Regions from separate parts of the Mus musculus genome. Here region 2 is linked to region 1. The links are chromatin contacts, called in public HiChIP or PLAC-seq maps. All regions are on one chromosome and are shown on one strand. The core of a region is the stretch at or near the end of the contact, and the rest is flanking DNA. Distances in the headings are between cores, read along the strand shown.

The links. HiChIP or PLAC-seq counts read pairs in DNA pulled down with a chosen protein or histone mark.
Region 2: an H3K27ac HiChIP or PLAC-seq map of embryonic stem cells shows a contact between it and region 1, with 12 read pairs. The contact joins the promoter of Psmd3 here to the promoter of Zpbp2 in region 1. A contact is called at or near these places in 3 of 39 promoter capture datasets (erythroid cells, macrophages and neural stem cells), 4 of 484 Hi-C or Micro-C datasets (the G1E-ER4 cell line, embryonic stem cells, liver and 1 more), 10 of 115 datasets of contacts at active chromatin or transcription factors (the 230-238 cell line, the SCID.adh cell line, effector CD8 T cells and 2 more) and 3 of 9 other capture datasets (adipose tissue, liver and pancreatic islet).

What each region holds. Positions count from the first base shown.
Region 1 is chr11:98,547,195-98,552,705 of GRCm38.p6, forward strand. It overlaps Zpbp2 (zona pellucida binding protein 2), which reads left to right and starts at 3,903. Exons shown (of 8, transcript NM_027061.2): 1 at 3,903-4,128; 2 at 4,249-4,314; 3 at 5,264-5,389. The coding sequence starts at 4,080.
Region 2 is chr11:98,680,510-98,685,857 of GRCm38.p6, forward strand. Psmd3 (proteasome (prosome, macropain) 26S subunit, non-ATPase, 3) reads left to right here and starts at 2,045. Exons shown (of 12, transcript NM_009439.1): 1 at 2,045-2,428; 2 at 4,973-5,163. The coding sequence starts at 2,221.

The DNA of each region.
Region 1 (5,511 bases), core at 2,653-5,152:
CATACTTCTGAGCTAAGCAAGCACACTGAAAACATGAACCCGAGCTCACATTAACTAGTGCCTTGGTATATAGGCAGTCTGTGAACTCTATATTCCATGTTTGTGTACATATGCATATATAACACGAGTGGCTCACATTGTCTCTGAGATCACAGAACCATAGCAGCATCTCCACTGACATGAGTTCTGCAGGACAATATGGAGCTCGGAGACATTCTAAGGTTTAATAAACACTAAGGTTTAATTTTAGTACTGAAAAGGGGAAATTTGTTGTTTGTTAGTTTCTAAAAGCAAAAATAGCAACGTCAAAAGTAGCAGAAGAGGAACTGTACACTTTCACAGGGATGAGAAGGATGAATAGTTAATTGGTTATTTAAAAGACAGAGAGAAACTTGGGGGTTTCTGTTACAATGTTCTCTATACAGAACAGCAAACTGTTACCATGCTGTTTGCTGCTTATTCCAGTCTCTCCAGATACCTGAAGAGACAAATAAAAAGCAGAGCCGTACAACCATTTGTGTAGCAATTCTACCCTCAAGTGGGTGGAGCATAAATCTCTCCTCTTTAAGTGCAGAGTACAAACAGTACAGTATTGGGGGCAAGGGATAACCTTATATGGAGTAACCTGACAAACATTTAATGCATTTAACATTAAAAGTGGAAAAGTAGCCGGGCGTGGTGGTGCACGCCTTTAATCCCAGCACTTGGGAGGCAGAGGCAGGCGGATTTCTGAGCTCGAGGCCAGCCTGGTCTACAAAGTGAGTTCCAGGACAGCCAGAGCTACACAGAGAAACTCTGTCTCGAAAAAAACCAAAACAAAACAGTGGTAAAGTATGATGTTAGTATGTATCAGTGATATGATGTATTGGGAACGTCACTTTTCTGCTGCCATCCTCACAAAAATCTATAATTCTATGCAATAATGAGAAAAACCATCAAGCAAAGTCCAAGAGAGTCTTTCCACAAAATACTTGATCATTTAAGGCTGAGTCCGGATCTTCAAAGCAGTCCTTAACTGTCAAAGTCAACAACAACCAAAAGGAAAGAAAACAAGAGAAGAAAGAGAACAAGAAAAGTCTGAGAAACTGTCAACAGCTCAGAAGAACCTGAGGGGACAGCACAACTAAATGTGACACGAAAGCCTGAGTGTGACTCTGGTGCAGATAAACTACGGAAATATTAAAAATATGAACTTTAATTAACAATGCTGTATCATGCCAGGCATAGACTGCATGTTTTTAATCCCAGCACTTGGGAAGCTGAGGCAAGAGTATCTCTGGTTTGAGGATAGTGTGGTCTATAAAGAAAGTTCCAGGACAACTAGGGCTATACAGAAAGACCCTCTTTGTTAAAAGGAAAGAAAAAGAGAAAAGAAGGAAAGACAGGATAGCCCAAGTGTACAACTGTGCCTTGGCAAGTATCAATATGTAATGTTTCATGTTAGAATAGTGCCTTGTGATATCAGCATTATTAATTTGTCTTCTAGGGCTGGAGAGATGGCTTAGTGGTTAAGAGCATTGACTGCTCTTCCATAGGTCCTGAGTTCAAATCCCAGCAACCACATGGTGGCTCACAACCGTCGATAATGAGATCTGACGCCCTCTTCTGGTGCATCCGAAGACAGCTACAGTGTACTTAGATAAAATAATAAATAAATCTTTTTTAAAAATCAAATAAATTTGTCTTCTATAAAAATATCTATCATATACTGAATTACTGACCTAAATCAGTTTAAATGAGATATTGAGAAATAAAGGAAATCAGTATAGATTTCATAGTGAACCCAGCTCATGTAGCGTCTCCATAGAGTCAGATGACAAGGTTTGTCTGGGCTGCCCAGCATGATGCTACCTGCCTTTAATTCTAGCACTCACAAGGCAGAGGCAGACAGATCTCTAGGAGGCCAGTCTGGACTATATAACAAGTTCTGGGTCAGCCAGAGGTACACAGAGAAACACTGTCTCAAAATAAGTAAACAAAACTAAAGCACAAAGCTTACATCAAACATTTACATGGATACTTCCAAGACCCAAACTAACTCTCTCTCTCTCTCTCTCTCTCTCTCTCTCTCTCTCCCTCTCTCTCTCTCTCTCTCATTTCTTTTCTTCTTGCTTGTTTGTTTTGAGACAGGGTTTCTCTATGTAGCCCTGGCTGTCCTGGAATTCTCTCTGTGGACCAGGCTGGCCTAAAACTCGGAGATCTGCCCTCCTCTGCTTCTGCCTCTGCTACCTGAGTGCTGGGATTCAAGGTATGTGCTACCACTACCCAGCTAAAGGTTTTCTTTTTAATTCTGTATATATGGGAGGGATGGAGAGGGTATATACACGTGAATGCAGGCATCCATGGTTTCCAGAAGAGGGCACTGGCTCACCTGGAACTGAGTTAAAAGGGTGTTGTTGTAAGCTACCCAGCTGGATCCTGGAACTAGAGCCCTCTGGAAAAGCAGATAAACTCTCAACCACTGAGCAATCTCTCCAGCCCGACTATTCTAACACTCTTCTATAAGAGTTAAGATTTAACACATAAGTTTATGAGAATCGTGTGCAATAACTGAGAAGTTAGTAATACTTTGTACTTTTGGAAAATGTTTTGATTAAATCTGAAGTGAGGTGTCTCTGCGGTTATGAACACTGGCTGCTCTTCTAAAGGACCCACGTTTGATTCCCAGCATCCAAATGGCTGCTCACAACCATTGTTAACTCCAGTCCCAGAGGCGACACACTCTTTGGCCTCTGTGGGCAGTGCATGCCTGTGGTGCACAGACAGACAGAAATGCAAGCAAAACACCCATCCACATTTTTAACAGTTGAGGCTAACCCATGAGTCTAGACGTAGTAACTGACAGGGGGTGGATCTGACTCATTGAATCCCATTTCATGCTTGTGCTAGATCGATAAAATTAACAGTGACTAAAAATGAAATTACTGACAAAGGTTGCTCCTGGACCATCTGAGACAGTCCAAATACTGACTCGGCTCAAAGGAAATAAAACTGAAAACTCCTGATCTCACCCCAAATAACCATTCTGCACCCTATCTGAACCTTGGGCTCTCTCCCTAACCAACCTACTCAAAACCACTACTGAGAGCGGTGCTCTACTGCCAAGAGGTAAACAACACCTAAAGTCTTTCAGGTCACCTAAAATAGCAGTCAAGATGGGACCACGCATGATGGGGTTAGCGACTCAATTCAGTAAAGGCCCTGGGTTTGGTCCCCAGCACAGGGTTCAGAAGAACTTTGAAAGACTATTTTGGAGCTCCCTGAGAGTGACTTATCTCACATCAGCTGAGGAAAAGATCACCCGCTCTCGCCTTCCTTTCGAAGGGACCCATTCTCTAAAGCAAAGTTACTTCCGAATAAATTTGCATGAGGGGGTGTCCCTTACATCATCTCACACTCTAAGCTGAAAAAAATAAAGGTTTAACCTTCCTCCACGTGGGAAGGTCTGAGGGCACCCTTCTGAAGCACAGAGGAGAGGGCTCTTCAAGGTCTTGGTTTTGTATGCCAGAAAAATGCAACTAGGTGAAAACTGGATGTGACGTTTTGACAGATCCAGCAACGCTAGCAACGTTAGCTCGGGGTTCCAGAGCTGAGCCCTCGCTTTTAGGAAATTCTCACAAACATCTCCCTTCTTCTGATCGCCAAACTACGGCATCCTTGGGCTGCTCAGAGCCGCCGCCACCGTCCTTAGGACCCACTGTGTTCACTCATCAGTTCCTTTAGTCTGAGGAAGTCTTGAGTTCGTTTCCTTTACTCGTCACACCACCAGGCCGACTAGAGCTAGAGAGCGGGAACACGGGACCCAAGGAGAGGTGCGAAAGGCTCGGAGGGTGCAGCGCTCCGCAACTGCGCGTGCGCCAGGAGGCGGGGCTCTCCATCTGCGAGCGCTTGCCCCGCCCCTCGTGCCAAGCCGGAACACGCAGGCGCTCTCGGGCACAGCCGCCCCCGTGATAGCCTGGGACCGGTAGGGAAGATGCCCTTGGCGGTTTGCTTCGCTCTGTAGAGGAGCGATGGGGAGGCGTTGGGCCTGGCCTGAGGTAGGAGGGCACCCAGCCGTCGCCACTAGTGCCTGAGCCGTGATGCTTGCGTGGGCCCTACTCTACGCGGTGCTCTGGTCTCTCGCAGGAGGTGGGGCTTGGCCCGCAGGCTCCTCCCCCGTCCCTCCTTCTTCGCCTCCGCCCCGCCCCGCCCTGAACCGTGTGTCCTCCAAACACTAATAATAAGCCAGAGGTGTTCTCTCCTCCGCAGTTGGATCGCAACGTTCTTCCTTATTCAATATCAAAGGCTTTGTTTACGGCACGGTAGGGCACCCAGGTAATACGTGCCTCTTCTCACGCAAGGCTTGTCCCAAGAGCTGGGGATGCATCCTCTTAGGTTCTTCAGGCAGGGAAAAGGGAGCTAGGCAGGAGGGCGTCTGTGCTCTGCAGTTCGGGAAGTTTGCATCATTGCCCTCAAAGCTAGTCTTCTATTCCAGTGTTCACCACAGATCTGCCGCTCTGATACCACGTCTCTCTTTCAAATACTTCTGCTTTGTAATGGGTGAAGGCACTTAGCAGAGTGGACGCCCCTCTGGAAGGCTCTTCTCTCCCTCTTGTATTAACCAGCCCTATTCATGCATCAAACATCAGCTCCAGTGTTACTACTCTCTGTAGTTTTCCTACATTCAGGAAAAAGTACTCCAAATTTGAAATAACACTGCACTCCGTCTAGAACAATTCCACATTTAAGGCCTTTCTCTTCCCAACACCACCATTACACTGCCAAACTGAACAATAGACTTTAGAGATTCTGATCCTGGCAATGATTGGACCTTAAAAAGTACCTTGTGAGACTAGGTACTATCTATCCAGTTGAGTCACTGTTGTACACCTTTCTAGTAAACACTGCACAAGACAACAGGAAGCTTACGCGAAATACCAAGTTTTCAGTTTTGAAATAGTTTGTCAGTCAAGCTAACATCCTGTAACATTGATTCCATAGCTCCTTATTGGAGCTATTTATTAATGTGTACGTTAAAAGGAACTTGATCTTCATTTTTCTAGACTGTCACAAAATAAAAATATTACCGACAAAGTACAGTTTAAAGGTTTACTATGGGGAAGCAGCAAAGACTTCATTCTAAATGACAACTAGCATTGGACACGTTACGAAGACTTTTTAAGTACTGAAATCCTGAAAGAACTAACTGGTATCATTGTCTAGGAGTGTGTGTGTCTTTATTTCTCTGTATAATGTAATTACGCAGAATTTTATTTTGTCACAGTAAAAATATATGTAAAGTTACATCAGGCTAGTCCTGTCCTTATTTGTATGGATATTGATCGTGCCAATAAAGAAACAGTGGACCCCACCTATTTATGGACTGGGCCAAATGAAAACACATTAAAAGGTAAATAATTTAAATATATTTTAACGGTGTGAACATTGTTTTTTTAAAAAAGCACTGCCATTATTGAAAAGAACAAATTTAATTTTAAAATTCTATTAGCTGTATTTTATTTTTGTATATGT
Region 2 (5,348 bases), core at 795-3,294, 130 kb after region 1:
ATGACCAAGGCAACTCTTATAAAGGCAAACATTTATTGGGGCTGGCTTTCCATTTCAGAGGTTCAGTCCATTATCATCATGGTGGGAAGCATGGCATCTTACAGGCAGATGAAGGGCCGAAGACACCAAGACATCTTGATCAGAAGGCAGCCAAGCCAGGAGGAGACTCTCTTCCACTCTGAGCAGAGCTTGAGCACTAGGAGACTTCAAACCCTGCCCCCGCCCCCCCCCCCCCCACTGTGAAGCTCTTTCTCCAACAAGGCCACACCTAATAGTGCCACTCCTTATGGGTCAAGCAAGGTCAAACCACCAAATTTACATTCTTTAAAAAAAAAAAAAAGCCCAATGCCTGGCAAAAACAGAAGTGGATGCTCACAGTCAGCTATTGGATGGAACACAGGGCCCCTAATGAAGGAGCTAGAGAAAGTACCCAAGGAGCGAAAGGGGTCTGCAACCCTATAGGTGGAACAACGATATGAACTAACCAGTACCCCCACCCCCCAGCTTGTGTCTCTAGTTGAATATGTAGCAGAGGATGGCCTACTTGGCCATCAATAGGAGGAGAGGCCCCTTGATATTGCAAAGATCATATGCCCCAGTACAGAGGAATGCCAGGGCCAGGAAGCTGTGGTGGGTGGGTTGGGGAGCAGGAAGGGGGAAGGATATAGGGGGCTTTGGAGATAGCATTTGAAATGTAAGTGAAGAAAATATCTAATTAAAAAAAAAAGCATTTATGCTTAGTAGTGGTGGCAAATGCTTGTAATTCCAGCATTTGGGAAGCAGAGTGAGTTCCCAGACATCCAGGGCAATACAGAAAAACCTTTAAAAAAAAAAAAAAAGCATTTATTTATGGGGGAGGGGAACTCGAGCCTCAGCATGCTTATGGAGGTCAGAGAAAAGCGTGAGACTCAGTTCTCTCCTTCTACCATGGGACCCAGGGATCAAACTCGTGTCTTCATACTTGGCAAGCACCTTTACTCACTTGAGCCATCTCACCACCCCCTCAACATTACTTTCTTTTTTTTTTCTTTTTTTGGAGACAGGGTCTTTTTGTGTAGTTCCCGCTGTCCTGGAGCTTGCTATGTAGACCAGGCTGGCCTTGAACTCAAAGATCTCCCTAGTGCTGAGATTAAAGTTGTGTACCACTGAGATTAAAATTATGTACCACACCTAGCCCTACATTACATTCTTGAGCTGGTGTTTGTTTGTTTGTTTACTTTTTCGGGAAAGGGTTTCTCCGTGTAGCCCTGGTGGTCCCGGAACTCACTCTGTAAACCATGCTGAGCCTCGAACTCACAGAAACCCACCCGTCTCTGCTTCCTGAGTGCTGGGATAAAAGGCATGCACCACCACGCTGGGCATGTTGGGTTTTTCAACAATCTTATATATACTGGCCCTGAGCAGTATACAACGTGGACTCCTATTATTAAATTTGACTAATTCTACACAAATACACACGACCCCCACATTCCCAGGCTGCAGAGAAGGTATGCCTTATACTCAGCATTATACAAAAATTTGACAAGGAAGTTCGGATGCCCTGGGGGTTGAGCTCAGTTTATCGAAAGCCAAACAGCCTAGCTACACGTCCACAAGCTCCTTTTCTTTCTGGTGCTGGAAGCATCTGGCGGGCGTTGAGAGCACGAGCCTGGCGGATTTCATTGGGGACCTGACCCGCGCAAACTGGGAGAGCTTGACCGGGGCGGGGGTTAGGGGGGTGGAGAGGAATCTGCCCGGCAACTCATGATGTCATCCCCATCTGAGCTCCGATAGGTCCTACCCACTTACATGTTAGAGTCTGTTGTAGCCCAGCTTGGAGTCTAAAGTGACCTCTCGCGGACATCCAAAGATGTACACTAGAGAGGAAGATAAAATCACCACTCTCAGGTCCCACAAATTCCTGCAGACTCCTCCCAGTTCCTAGAAGGTCCGCCTTCATCGTTTCTTGAAGACTCCTCCCACTTCCTAGAAGATCCGCCTTCATCGTGCACCTCGGCTGTTGATTTATTTTCCCTCCCTGGACTCGGCCATCTGCTCGCCATGCCTGGCATTTCCCAGAAGCCCCAGCGCCGGGAAGGAGTTTGCAGCTGCTCGGTCATCGTGCGGCCCGACGCGAGCCCGCGCTGGTGTGCAGGCCCGGCTCTGTGCCTGGTCTCTGGTGTGAGGGTTTACGCGAGGCCCCTGCTTCGGTCCCCGGACTAGGCCTCGACCCCGGGCGCCATGAAGCAGGAGGGCTCGGCGCGGCGCCGAGGCGCCGACAAGGCAAAGCCGCCGCCGGGAGGGGAACAAGAACCGCCGCCACCGGCCCCCCAGGATGTGGAGATGAAAGAGGAGGCAGCAGCTGGGAGCGGCTCCACGGGGGAGGGAGACGGCAAGGCAGCTGCGACCGAGCACTCCCAGAGAGAGCTGGACACTGTCACCTTAGAAGGTACGGGAGCCCACGTCGGGGTCGTGCCGCGATCACCGGTGACAGCGGCCAGGGTGATGCGACTTCTTGCTGGGACCTCTGCGTAGCCTCCACCTACCTTGGTTCCTTCGGTCAATGGAGCTGGGGTCAGAAGTGCCCGCCCAACCACCCTGACTCCCTCGACCCCAGCCGATGACCGAACCTGTTCTCCAGTCTGCGGACTGCTCTCCTCCTCTGGGGTTGCATCTTAGTCTCACCGAGCCTTTTCTTCAGTCCTTCCCAGTGATCTACTCCATCCGACCGATTCTAGCGCCTGTTATTGCTATGTAGAAAGTAGCATTTGTATTTGTGTCTAGAGAAACCAGGGTAACAGATTACACTAGCCTCTTAGTTTAAGAGTTTATAAAAATGGGTTCTGTAGCTCTAGGCTCCTTTAGCAAACTCCCTCGGAGAGCCATTTCTACCTTCTGCCTTCCTTCTGTAGTTGAAGCATCTAAACTAAAAGTCCCGGTGCACTTTTCCACTCTCTTAAGGACCTTACCCCTCCTTTCCTAAAGAGTTCAAGCACACGCACGCTTTTACTTCTGAATCAGACCCCCTCCCCCCCCACCCCTGCCTTCTTTCTCTTTTAGTTTATAATGCCTACCTGTGGCCCCGACTCCTATAAGCCAACACCAGAGACCCGTTCTCAGGCTCCTATTGTCCCCTTGTCCCGCTTAAGTTGCTCTTTTACTTTTTCCACTTAGTATATCTTGTCCATGTGCGCGCGATGAGACTTTTCCGGGTGATCTGTAGTTTTTTCTCTCTGTGTGTGTGTGTGTGTGTGTGTGTGTGTGTGTGTGTCTCAACTGCACGAGAAACTACTTTAAAACATGGTGATAGGCCAAGTCATGCCCTGAGTTGTACTTTTGAGTGTAAGTATGTATAGACTGCATCAACTCCCATTCTAAACTTGGTAACAAGATCTGTATACAGTAAAGGTCTTCTTTCCTGAAATAAAAGTTTCCAGTGGCAGAAATGTCACTCAGCATCGTGAAATATTTCATGGTTTGTATTCACTGTAGAAATTCTGGAACATGTGAGCATTTTAAAGCAACAGGGAGAAACTTTTAACCAGAGTTGACATATTTCCTCGTGTATTTTCAAACTGCTCCATAATTGAAATCACTTAAGTATTCAATTTGGATCAGGGCATTCGTATGTAAAGATATTGTCATTTTCTTTTTGTTGTCTTCATTTAATACATCCATGAACATAGGGTTCAACTTATGCAAGAAGCATTTGTTGACTACTTAGTATAGTGATGGAGATTATATAAAGTCCAGAATCCGTTTCCCTGTTTGTGTGGGTGAATTAATAGCATTAGCTGTTTTGTTTGGGTTATTGTGAACATGGGAGCTCATGAGCTGTGCTAGCACATGATAGAAATACATGGTGGGCCCTCCATACATAGTCGCTGTAACTGTAGCAGTTACTGTCACACGCGAAGCACCCGTTGTTAAGTGGGCAGTGAGACTCAGAGCATTCTCTTAACTGCTGCACATCTAAGTTCTTCTTTTTTCTCATTTCTTGCTCTTTTAAGTAGTTTTGCAGTCCTCACTATTCCAAAGTTTTCAATCTACTTTTGTAACTACTTAAATATGGCTTCCCAGAATTTGTATACCTAAGTCAAAAAGGGTAAACATGTTTGAATTTCAGTGTGTGTGTATGTGAGTGTGAGTATCTTATCTGCATGTTTGTAAATGCACCACCTGTGTGCAGTGCCCACCAAGGCCAAAAGAGGTCATCTGATCCCCTGGGACTCTAGTTATGGGCAAGTGTGAGCCACCATGTGGGTGCTGGGAGCGGGGCCTCTGGACAGAGTGGCTGATACTCTTAACCACTGAGCCATCTCCTTACACCCCAGTTCTAAAGTTTTTTATATTGTCCTAAAAAATCTGACTTACAAATAAATGTTCTTTTCCCTACTGTTTAGGTTGCCACTCTTTTAAATATTGCTAATTTATGAGTATAAAAATGGTTCTGTTTTTAGATTTTTGAATGCCACCAAAGCACAGTCCTCCTGTCTTTAGGCGCGTTGCCATCCCTGGTTGTGTCCACGTCCACTTTTGTTCTGAAGTTATGGCAGTAGTTTCTCTTACCTGGTTACAGAAACTCTTTGTGAAATGAGATGTGAGTCCGGTTGTATCGTTGCGTGTTTCTTTTCAGAAGGCTTTTTTGTGGTTACACTCGTGGTGTGACGTCCCTGTGTGAGAGTTCTCCATTATTTACAAAGCCTCCCCATGTTTTGAGCTCTGGTGAATCTCCATGAGTTTCTTCTACTTTGTTTCTCAGCTGTTTTCTTTTCTAGGCCTTCCTGCTGACCTCTGCCCTATCCCTGCCCAGCTAGCTTTTTCCTTGTTTCCTGGTATATCTGAAAATTGGTGTGCCTCACCCACAAATATTGCTTAGCCCTATTGGGCCAAAAAGGGTAAATGTACACGCCACCCCCTTTGTAAGACACTCCATGGAACTGTTCCCCAAGGAGTTGCAAGTCACATCTTTTTCCTCTCTGGTCCTCTGCAGACATCAAAGAGCACGTGAGACAGCTAGAGAAGGCTGTTTCCGGCAAGGAGCCTCGGTTCGTGCTGAGGGCGCTGCGGATGCTGCCGTCCACGTCACGCCGCCTCAACCACTATGTTCTGTACAAGGCTGTGCATGGCTTCTTCACCTCCAATAACGCCACTCGAGACTTCTTGCTACCCTTCCTAGAAGAAGTGAGTGGGGCTAGCTTCAGGGGTGTCTGATAGAATTTGCAGGGATCTTGAGTGTGGTAGTTTCCTCCTTAAGTCAGGACTTCTATGAAACTCTTGACCTTGTTATTGTACTCTATTGTTAGCCTCTTGGCACTCCGGGAGCGGGAGAAGGACTGTCTTTAGTTTTGTCTGCTCAGCATCTGGCA